Linked DNA regions of Zea mays: regions 1 and 2 are each linked to region 3. Evidence: chromatin contacts called from public Hi-C data. All regions are on one chromosome and are shown on one strand. The core of a region is the stretch at or near the end of the contact, and the rest is flanking DNA. Distances in the headings are between cores, read along the strand shown. Region 1 holds the start of LOC103649602 (RNA binding (RRM/RBD/RNP motifs) family protein). Region 2 holds the start of LOC100272783. Region 3 holds the start of LOC103649600 (gibberellin 2-beta-dioxygenase 3).

Region 1 (3,283 bases), core at 501-3,000, 140 kb before region 3:
GCCACTCCTAGGAACCATACTTCCTAATAGAAGCTTGCTTCAAATAATCGTAGTTATTCACATATTGCTTGCTTGTACAAAGCCTGGGATGTTTTCTTCAAAGGAAAGCAAATATTTAGGGCTTGTTTGGTTCGTGGCTAACTGTGCCACAGTTTGCTCCTAAGGTTAGTCGTCCGAATTGAAGAACTAACCTTAGACAGAAAAGTCAGGCAAAGTGTGGCAAGTTAAGCAGCGAACCAAACATGCTCTTAGTCAGCAACTATGAAAACTAACAAGTTGTTGTACTGTTAGAATCAACATGTCACATGTATCTATTCTTGACGTAATCATTATCACGCCAAGGGAAATATTGCGCCAAATCATCTCTGCACTACATTCCATCAATAAATCAAACGAGCAATTTCTACTGTGTACCAAAATCAGTACACACAGAACGCTTCTATTTGTTAGCTGGCACCAATAGAATTTTGTTGATCGGACTATTAATGGCAGTACAGCATCAGTTCCTGAGCTCCAGAAGCCTGAACGGAAGATGCACTAGGCTACATCATCATAGTGCACATGGCCACATGGGTACAAACCATAATCCAAATGCGCTAGTTGTGTGTTGTACTTTCCCGCTCACAGAATCTCCTACACAGCACATTAAGTTCCAGAACTTTGTAGGCTGCGTTGACTAAAAAAATGACGCATGCTTATCTACCATCGAGCCCTCAACAAAATCAGGGGTCCACATGCAAATCCTGAACTCTGAGAGGTGCATGCAGCAAAAGTACACCTAAACTGGAGGTCTGAAGCTCTAAAACCTAGTAACGATCTCTTAACCAGACCGTAATGCGAGTTAAGTAATGACAAAAAACAAGTAATCTTACACTCAAATTAAATTACTCTTCAATACCCCCGAGTGGCCGAGTCACAGACTTATCAGATAGTAAAAAGGAATAGCAGTTACCAATCCCACGAAAACCTCTCACTAAAATACCAAAACTCAAGACAACCGAGACATTCTCACTGAGAAGCATCAATTTGCAGACAAAACAAAACAATAGCTGATTAACAACAGACAAGCCTAATAAATTCGCAGATATTGCAGCCAAAGCCGACTCCCGTACTAGCCCTAAATAGTGAAATAAACACCAGAAAAGGGAGTAGCCGCCAAAGCATTCCACCGCCATCAAGTCCGCAGGAGTGATCGCGGCCACGGCCAAGCGGTGGGGTGAAAACTGAAAACCCAAACCTCGCACACAAAAAAATAATCACCAAAACCCCTGCCCGCCACAACAAAGCCCTAGAGGTTATAGCAATCAGCCACCACGCGGTGCTGGAAAACAGCGAGGCCGCCGATGAAACGCACCGAAACACCGTAAAACCGCGGCCAAATGCCCCCCGGAGCCCTACATTGCCAGGACCGGAAAGCCCTAGGCCCTAGCGCGAGGCGAAACGGGGGCGGTTTGCGATCGGAGCGGGTGGAGGGAACTCACGTCCAAGGAAGAGGAGGCGATCGCCGCCGCGGGCAGCCTCAGGATTAGGGTTTCGAGCTCCTGCGTCGTCTACCTCCAGAAACTCCGCCGCTCGGCTCCGGCCCCCCTATCCCCCTCCGCCGCTCCGGCCCCTCTTCACCCAATAAAAACTGAGAGGAGAGAGCCTTGGCGTCCTGGACTTTTTGTTTTTCCCCCCGAGTCGAAGCGAAGTCTTTAATAATTGGCACCACGACTCACCACCCCGGCCGGACCCGCGCTCACGGAGCGAGATACGCGGCCCCCCGCGCTGGCACGCCGACACGTGGGTCTAGGATATGCGTGGGGGCAAGCTCGCGGTGGCTCGGGCTAGTCGGTGCCCGGGCAGGTGCGGTTCGTCAGGTCCTTTCTTGATGCTCTCAGATGATCTGACGCGGCCGCGTACTTTTGGGCGATGCGCATTGCTTCATGCCCTCCTCGCGCGGGCGTGGGGCCCGTCGGCTGGAGGGACCACATGTCGGTCGCGGGGAGGCCGACTGCTCGTACGTACACGCGTGGCCCACAGGGGATGGCCCGTCCTTTCCGGGGCGCATCGCATCCACGTTCGGAAGTGAGAGACCCGCACGCAAGCGGCGTGGATGGGGGTTACTAACCACTGGAAACCGGGGCCGGTTGTGTCAGTGGGAGGGAGGGCTCGGGTGCGTAGACGCAACCGCCAACTGGGGCCAGTGGGCTGGCTTCCATTGAACTATACTGGGGATAGGATAACGCGGTGGGGTGGGGAAAGTGACGGCTCGCGGTCGCAGCCGCGGCGGCACTCTTTGGTGTGGGCCCGGATCGGGGTGTTGGACTCGTAGTCGTAGACTGGAGGGTTTAATACGGGGGCGGGCCCGTGCACAGCGGGATTGATGGGGGAGATTTGCACTCTGATCAGCAGCATACTTTCAGGATGCAGCAGCCTTGCAGAAGGCGTCCTCGTGGTCTCGATCGCACAGCTTGCGTTTGGAACCGGAATAGCAGAGAAGGGCTCTGGCAGCCTGTTCCCATTTATGCTGTGCTTGGCTTTGGCTGCTTCTCTACGATGGCATATCAGTGCAGTAAGGCCCGTTTAGACACAAATTAATTAAATTAATATATTTATATATGTAATGTATTTGTGTATTATTCTAAATTATATGAAAAAAATATACACTATACTTATGCTATCTCTACTACTTATTAAGGCTCTAAGAGTAGTCTGCCATTCCCATGTTCTGCCATTTCCGTGTTCTGCCATTTTCGTCATGAAACCCATTCCCATCTGCACACTCAACACACGCCCTGCACATGTGGGCCCACGTGACAGCCTCTGTCTCTTTTTTCCCGTCGCGGCTAGGCTAAACCCATTCCCATCGTGCAAACCCATCCCACGTGACAGTTATTCCATTCCCATGTTCTGCACACCGCATGCCCTACCATATGGGCACACGTGACAGTTATTTTTTCGTTGCAGCTCCGTGTCCTCTCGCGCAAAAAATGTTAGAAGTAGAGACCGTCAAGTGCACTTAAGCAGAATTACTTTCTCTGAAGCAGCACAGCTTATAAGCCGGTACCACAATTGTTGGCTGGCCAGTATGGTACTAAAATTTGCAAGTCATGGTCACGTGTTATTTGGTGCAGCTTGGTCGGCGTGGGCTATGTTATTTGGTGCGGCCCGTGTCGAATGCCCAGCACGCCTCTGGCCCTGGCCCAGCCTAGAGTTCGAGTCTTTCTCTGCAGCTCTCCCTGCCTAGCGGCCCCCTCCACCTCTCCCTGCAAGCGGCCCCTCGCATCGGTCTCCCGAGAGG
Region 2 (3,033 bases), core at 372-2,871, 150 kb after region 3:
CTTCAGTCAGAATGTCAGATTCGTCAAGCAAACCCACCACATCTTGGCTTCTTCGTACTTCTCGAGGAAAAGCAGCTAGCGTTTCTCCTTGGTGGCGGTGAGCTTGAACATGTTGCTTTTGTCAGGTGTCAGAAACAATTAGGTTGTTCTTTAACTGTCGTTTTGCTCGCATGGTTTGGAGTTAAATTCGCTTAGTTTTTGGCATTTCTAAGCCTTCTAGTGTTTCTAATATGTTTGGGAGCTGGCTTAGGGGTTTTGGAAAAGATCTTAGAGATTTATCCTTATTAGGGCCGCAACTGTTTGTTGGGTGATTTGGCTAAGCAGAAATGGCATAATTTTTGAAAAAAAAAATTATTCTCCTTTGCAGGTTATCCATACTATCTTCCATTAGCTTCGCACGTGGACTGTACTGTAAAAGTCAGATTCTCGTCTTTTTATGGTGGAGGCTACGTAACGTTTGATGCAAGTGGTTAAGGTCTTTTTTGCTCAGGATCATGGGTGACGGTCTAGTCTTCGGATTGATAGTCACTAGAGTGTACGTAAGTGTGTGTGATCGTTCTTCTAAAAGTTGTGTGCTTTCATTAACAGAGGCTGGGAGAGGTTGCAAAGACTTGTATTTTCTCGATGTAATGTTTTTGAAATTAATAAAGTCTTCCTTATAAAAAAACTTTAAACATATTCGCTCGTATTTCTTTACCCATTTCAACATCTCCAGTGAACGGGCTTATCGTTTCAACTTTCAAGAAAAGTGTTTTTTTTTAAATAGACATAATAGGACCAATGTAGGCCCTTTTTATGATCTAGGATTTGGAATATTTTCTAAGTTTCTTCTTGGCACAAAAGCCGCCATTTCTAAAGTTGGAGAGAGTTTCATATGATTTTCTAAAGTTTTCTCTATTTTTCTCATGCAGAAGGTAGCCCTATATTTCTTCACTCGAATAGGACTTGTTATAATTTTTCTCTGGTGCTATACTATTTAGCCATCCTAAGAAAAATATGGTTGTTGTCTGTTTCTAAAAAATGGACATAAGCACTTTTTGAGGGTTAAACTCCACTTATACTTGTGATCCAAGATGTTCAATATTTTTGTATGATGTTACTGTTAATCAAGCATCTACTCAATTTTTTAACCCTAGCATAAAAGTTTTTACTATTTCCCCTCGTTTTTAATGGTTTAGCCATTTTTCTATTTAGTGGGCTGAATAGACTGGACCAAAATTATCAATCTATTCAGGTTTGGTTTCTAAAATTATTTAGATTCGATCCTATTTTTAGAACCCGATATTTTAAATAACCAAACCTAATAAACTAAATACCCACTCCTAAAGAATCGGGGATCGGGTACACCATCTCTACGTCCGATGATGAGCCGGTCAAAAGACACCCGTTCAAGAATTTCGACTCGATGCGATTCAAATAATTCTAACTTTGAAAAAAGAAGGTTTCACACAGTCACACCAAACACTGTGAACCCACCCAGAAAGGAACACAGACACAGGGCAGCCCGAGTCACCGGTCTATGCACCCGAGTCCACAACGGTCCCCCACCTCGAACCCACCGATCATCGGCTTCGCCGTCGCTGTAGCCGTCTAAAAATACCTCCCGATCTCCGACGAGTTGTCGAACTATGGCATCTCCCGCGCACCGGGCGCCTCACCGCTTCCGGCGGCCTCTTCGCGCGCCGCTGCCGCCGCCGCCGCCGCGGCTGCCTACTCCCTCTTTATACTCCCGCCGTCCCTCCGCGCACCAGGTGAAGTCCCAGATCTCTCGCCACCTTCTTCCTCCCCACGGCAGAGTTCTCCTCGTGATTGTCGCCTTCCTGGCTTTCATGGAGGTGCTTGCGTGAATGCGGGAAGCTGAGTGATCTCCGATTTTATGCCCTGTTTCACGTGCCAGCAGCATTTTTGCGCGACTTCGCATAGTTCGATTCGATGCCGTTTTATCGGGAAATTCGCTCGGAATGGCCAGTGGTTTTGTACTTTTGTAGCAACGTAGGTACCTGCATGAACATTACTAGGCTTCTGGCGTTGTGCGTGGGGTACGATTTGGGGCCTTCAGCCCTTCACGATATGATGAGTTGATCGGCTGTATATTTTACTTTAACCCAATGTTTGTCCCTATGATTAACTTTTCGTTTTGCCAGACGGGAGTCTGCCGAAGTTCTGTGATTAGTCTCAGTCGCCACTATCTTCTGCAGGTATCCCAATTAAGAACCATCGTGCCAAGACCTTCAAGGAGGCGTCATGCCATTCAAGTTGTCACGGCATTTGATGATGTACTGTGATGCCTCTCCACTTTTAGTAACCATATTTCACTTTGTAGTAGCTTGTATTATGATTTATATTCGACAGTGATTTGGTGCAGGATCCTGGGGATTTCTCGCTGGTGCACGATGACGGGGACGAGCAGTTTGGTGTTCCTCAGTATTCAAGCGAGAGTGAATGGAGCGATGATGATGTCATATTGACGGCATTCACAGATGTTGAGTTACCGATGGCAGTCAAGAGCCGGGCCGAGGGTGCACTAACTATAGCTGCCCATAGGTTCGCCACGATTGACAAAGGGCATAAGAAGAGCAGGTAAGAGTGTTAAGACAATCACCCTTTCCAAACAATCCTAAAATCTAGTGGTTAAGGTGTGTATTTTAGTTTGCCTTCTATTTTCTATATGGGAAAAAAGCGAAAGGGCCTATAGCGTAATGGTTAAGGTTACCGAGTAGCACCTCTAGGGCCTTGGTTCGATCCCCCTCGAGGACAAATTTCTTGCTTGGTTACGTACTGCGCGCCAACCTCCGGCTGGGCCGTTGCAGAATGGGCGGTGACCAAGGTTATTAAAACGATAAAACGTTGGAACGCTCATGAGTGAAATTTTGACTTTTAAACGTTTAAACTTTATTTAAACGTAGTTTTAAACAACATAGGAAAAATACCAATACATCATAATTTCAGACAATAATATGAAGTTAAGTACCAAAACAGAGAGGTTAGTGGCTTACCAAAACTTCACCCATGAGCTGGATTGAACTCCAAAAG
Region 3 (3,260 bases), core at 126-2,625:
TAGTTCAGCGCCGGCCGCGGCGGGTAGTGGTTCACCCGCAGCATGCAGTCGCTGTCCGCGCGCGCCACCAGCCTCGCCAGCACCGTGTCCCCGTCCCCGTCCCCGGCGCCGGCGATGCCCAGCCCCTCCGCCATCAGCTCCAGCACCGCGCACGCCATCCGCCGCACCGCCACCGTGTACTCGTCCAGAAGGCCCCTGCGTCAGCGAGCGTCCGTGAAAACGTTGTCAGGCGAATTTATTTTCTTCTGGCTGGGTTTCTTTGTTTCGAAAAGTAGCGATGTCTCCATCGATAGGGACGCGCGACGGTGGGAATGCATGGCGCGCTTGCGTTCGTGTCGATTCGATCGACCTCCGCCCGCCGCCGCCCGCGCGCAATCATCTAGTGGGACGGGCGCGCGGCGCCGGCGCGTCGACGGAGACCATGCGACGCAACCGACGTCGCGCGCGCGCCGACGTCGACGGCGTGGGTCAAATGGCGTGTACCTCGGCCGCCGCAGGCTGTGACGCAGCCGGCAGCCACGACGGGCAGTCTTATCCACGGACACGATACCGTTTCTTTTTTGTTTTCTTTTTCCTTGGAAGTAGCTACCTAGTTTAGTACTTTAGTGTGATTTTATTTATTTATTACGTACGGAGAATTCATCATCTATCAATCAACTTGCTGCTGCTACCGTGCTGGGAATCGGGATCCTTCTTCTTGGGGTTTGTGCTGCGACCACGTGCGTATGCTTCGTGTGTTATTGCTCCACGTGACACATTGCAAGCACGAGCAGAGCATGGAGCTGAGGAAAGGCAATGCTGGCAGCAAAAGGAGAAGGAAAGGGAGAGCAAACATGCAAGACAGCAGCGAAGCGATGCCGGTGCAACGCCGAACGCCGGCACCGTTCTGCGCCGCTGCGAGTGGCGACGACTCACCGCAACGGCAATGTCGAGGAGGACGCGGAGGCGGCGGGCACGGCGGGGTTGACGCCGAGCAGGAGGTACTCGACCCAGCCGAGGTCGCCGTTGCCGCCGATGCGCTTGCTGCCGTACCCGAGCGTGGGGGCCTCCCCGTCCTTCTCGCCCTGCGGCCGCGCGAAGAACCCGGCCGCCGCGGCCTCCGCGGCGCGCACGAGCTCGGCCGGCACGCCGTGGCCCGTCACCCGGAAGAACCCGTGCTCCTCGCACGCCGCCACCAGCGCGCGCGCCGCGGCCTCGCGCGCCGGGCCCGCCGGGGCCGACAGGTCCACCGACCGCACGTCGGCCCGTGGCGGCGCCGCCGCAGGCAGCGCGATCTGCTCGAGCTCACCCTTGGCGAGGACCACCATGGCCGATCGAGGAATGGAGCAGAGATAAAAACAGAGGAACGGGAAGGGAAGGTCGTCTCTCGTCTGTGCACAGAGCGCGAGCGCGAGAGCAGTAGTGCCGCGAGCGAGCGTCTTATATAGGAGTGACCGAGTGAGTAGACACGCCGAGCAGTGGTGGCGCGGGCGGGGAGTCGGTGGATGACTAGACAGACCGTCAGCGACCTAGCACAGCGCGATCTGGTAATTCTAGCCGTCTGATCAAGCATCACTGGCCGAGATCAGGGCCGTAAGCCTTTGCTTGCCGCTGTTGCCAACAATCTGTGGTTTCCTCCAAGAAATTCCATGACTCCAGTTAAATTTGCAATAATTGATCCTTAGGATTGGGACCTCAATCTTTTGTATGCAAGTTGGCGTTGCCGAAGAGACAGCTTTACTCTCTCGTTGCTTTTGTGTGTTGGTTAGGCCCGGTTTGGATCTCCAATAGATATTGGTTATCTGGCAATAATTATCTGTCTTCAATCCAAACACGTTAGCTAGACTCATAGATAATAATAACTATCCTACTAGTTCGACGAGGTCAGATAATTGCAGCTAATAGATATGGAGAAATAACAAAAACCTGCTAATAATTGTTAGCTGACTAATAGTTACACATCAAACATCTTTTAGAGTTGCTTGTAGTGATGTTCAAACCGGCGTCTGGCCTGGTCCGGTGAAACACGACTCAGTTCAGGCCAGGCCCGTCAGGCACGTTAGAAAACCGGGCCAGGTTTGGTAGACCCACAAGCTTATTTCCCTGAACGGGTCTAACACGCTACGGGCTTAAACGGATCGGGCCGGCCCAGAAGCACGAAAAAAGCGGGCTTAACAGGTCGAAAAGCACAGCTCAGTAAAAAATAGGCCGTGTCGGGCCAGCACGACGTGCTTAATTCTCTGTCCGGACCTAGCATACATATTCGTATCGGGTCGGCTTGGACCGTTTTTAAACAGACGGGGGCGTGCTCGTACCGAGCCAAAAAAAAACGTGCTTGGGGTCGGCCTTTCGAGCTTCAGACTTGTTGGACATCTATAGTAGCTTATATTAGGGTGTGTTTGGTTTAGCTTTTGCACTCTAAAAGCCAAAAACCAAACCAAAGGGCTGGATCCAGGAAACATTTTTTTCTTCTAAAAGCCGACTTTCTCGCACTGCAAAACTAAAAACACCTCTAGACCTGCTTTTAGTGGCTTTTCAGATGGGTGTGACAACATATATCGAAGAACTTTTAACTGCTTTTAGTGGTTTGTATCAAACGGTTTTTATCTTTTTAATAACTCACACCCCACAACAATTTTTTTTACAGTCATAATATAACCAAACAGACCTTTATATATGAGCTATTATAGGCAACATCTTTCGTAGTTTAATTAATGAATATATGTTTAGTCTAAAACAAATTATATTTTAGAACGAAGAGTATTAAATTAAATAGAGCCTTAGTTGCCGTGAGCAACCGATTGATATATAAGTTGTGAGGTCATATGTATATGTTTTGTTAGATACTGTTAGTGGTGAGTCTGTATATAGGCTGTCAGGCCACATGGCTCGCTTCATGACTTTCGCCAAGTTATATCTAACCCTTTCATAAAATGTCCATTGTGTAATGGTTGTGTTAATTGAGTTAAGATCGATATGTTTTTCTAGAAAATGAAAAAATTTCGGTCTCTGTAATCGCATGCAGCTGAGTTTTCCAATGCTGTTAGCTTGTGGCTGATAGAAAATAAAGAAAAAAAAGAGTGTACCCAATTAGAAGAAAATCATATATATGCAAAGTACGTATATATACTATTACTTTGCTATTCATTCTTAACAACCGCGTGTTGATTGAATTATTGCTCAAAGACTCTGTTGATTATATGGGTCGTCATGATCTATTCTTTACATAAATCGATTGTATGAAATCCTTGTGCTCATTTGTTTAGTTTAACTATTTTGGT

The links. Hi-C and Micro-C count contacts between places; a contact is called where the count stands out from the background.
Region 1: a contact with region 3 is called in a Hi-C map of leaf mesophyll, with 2.1 times the contacts expected there. The contact joins the promoter of LOC103649602 here to the promoter of LOC103649600 in region 3. A contact is called at or near these places in 5 of 25 Hi-C or Micro-C datasets (ear, leaf and leaf mesophyll).
Region 2: a Hi-C map of bundle sheath shows a contact between it and region 3, with 5 times the contacts expected there. The contact joins the promoter of LOC100272783 here to the promoter of LOC103649600 in region 3. A contact is called at or near these places in 4 of 25 Hi-C or Micro-C datasets (bundle sheath, endosperm and leaf).

The regions. Positions count from the first base shown.
Region 1 is chr3:4,208,004-4,211,286 of Zm-B73-REFERENCE-NAM-5.0, reverse strand. It overlaps LOC103649602 (RNA binding (RRM/RBD/RNP motifs) family protein), which reads right to left and starts at 1,750. Exons shown (of 11, transcript XM_008675339.4): 1 at 1,482-1,750.
Region 2 is chr3:3,914,745-3,917,777 of Zm-B73-REFERENCE-NAM-5.0, reverse strand. It overlaps LOC100272783, which reads left to right and starts at 1,621. Exons shown (of 8, transcript NM_001147236.1): 1 at 1,621-1,751; 2 at 2,199-2,276; 3 at 2,366-2,580.
Region 3 is chr3:4,068,579-4,071,838 of Zm-B73-REFERENCE-NAM-5.0, reverse strand. LOC103649600 (gibberellin 2-beta-dioxygenase 3) reads right to left here and starts at 1,375. Exons shown (of 3, transcript XM_008675338.4): 1 at 916-1,375; 2 at 1-195. The coding sequence starts at 1,307.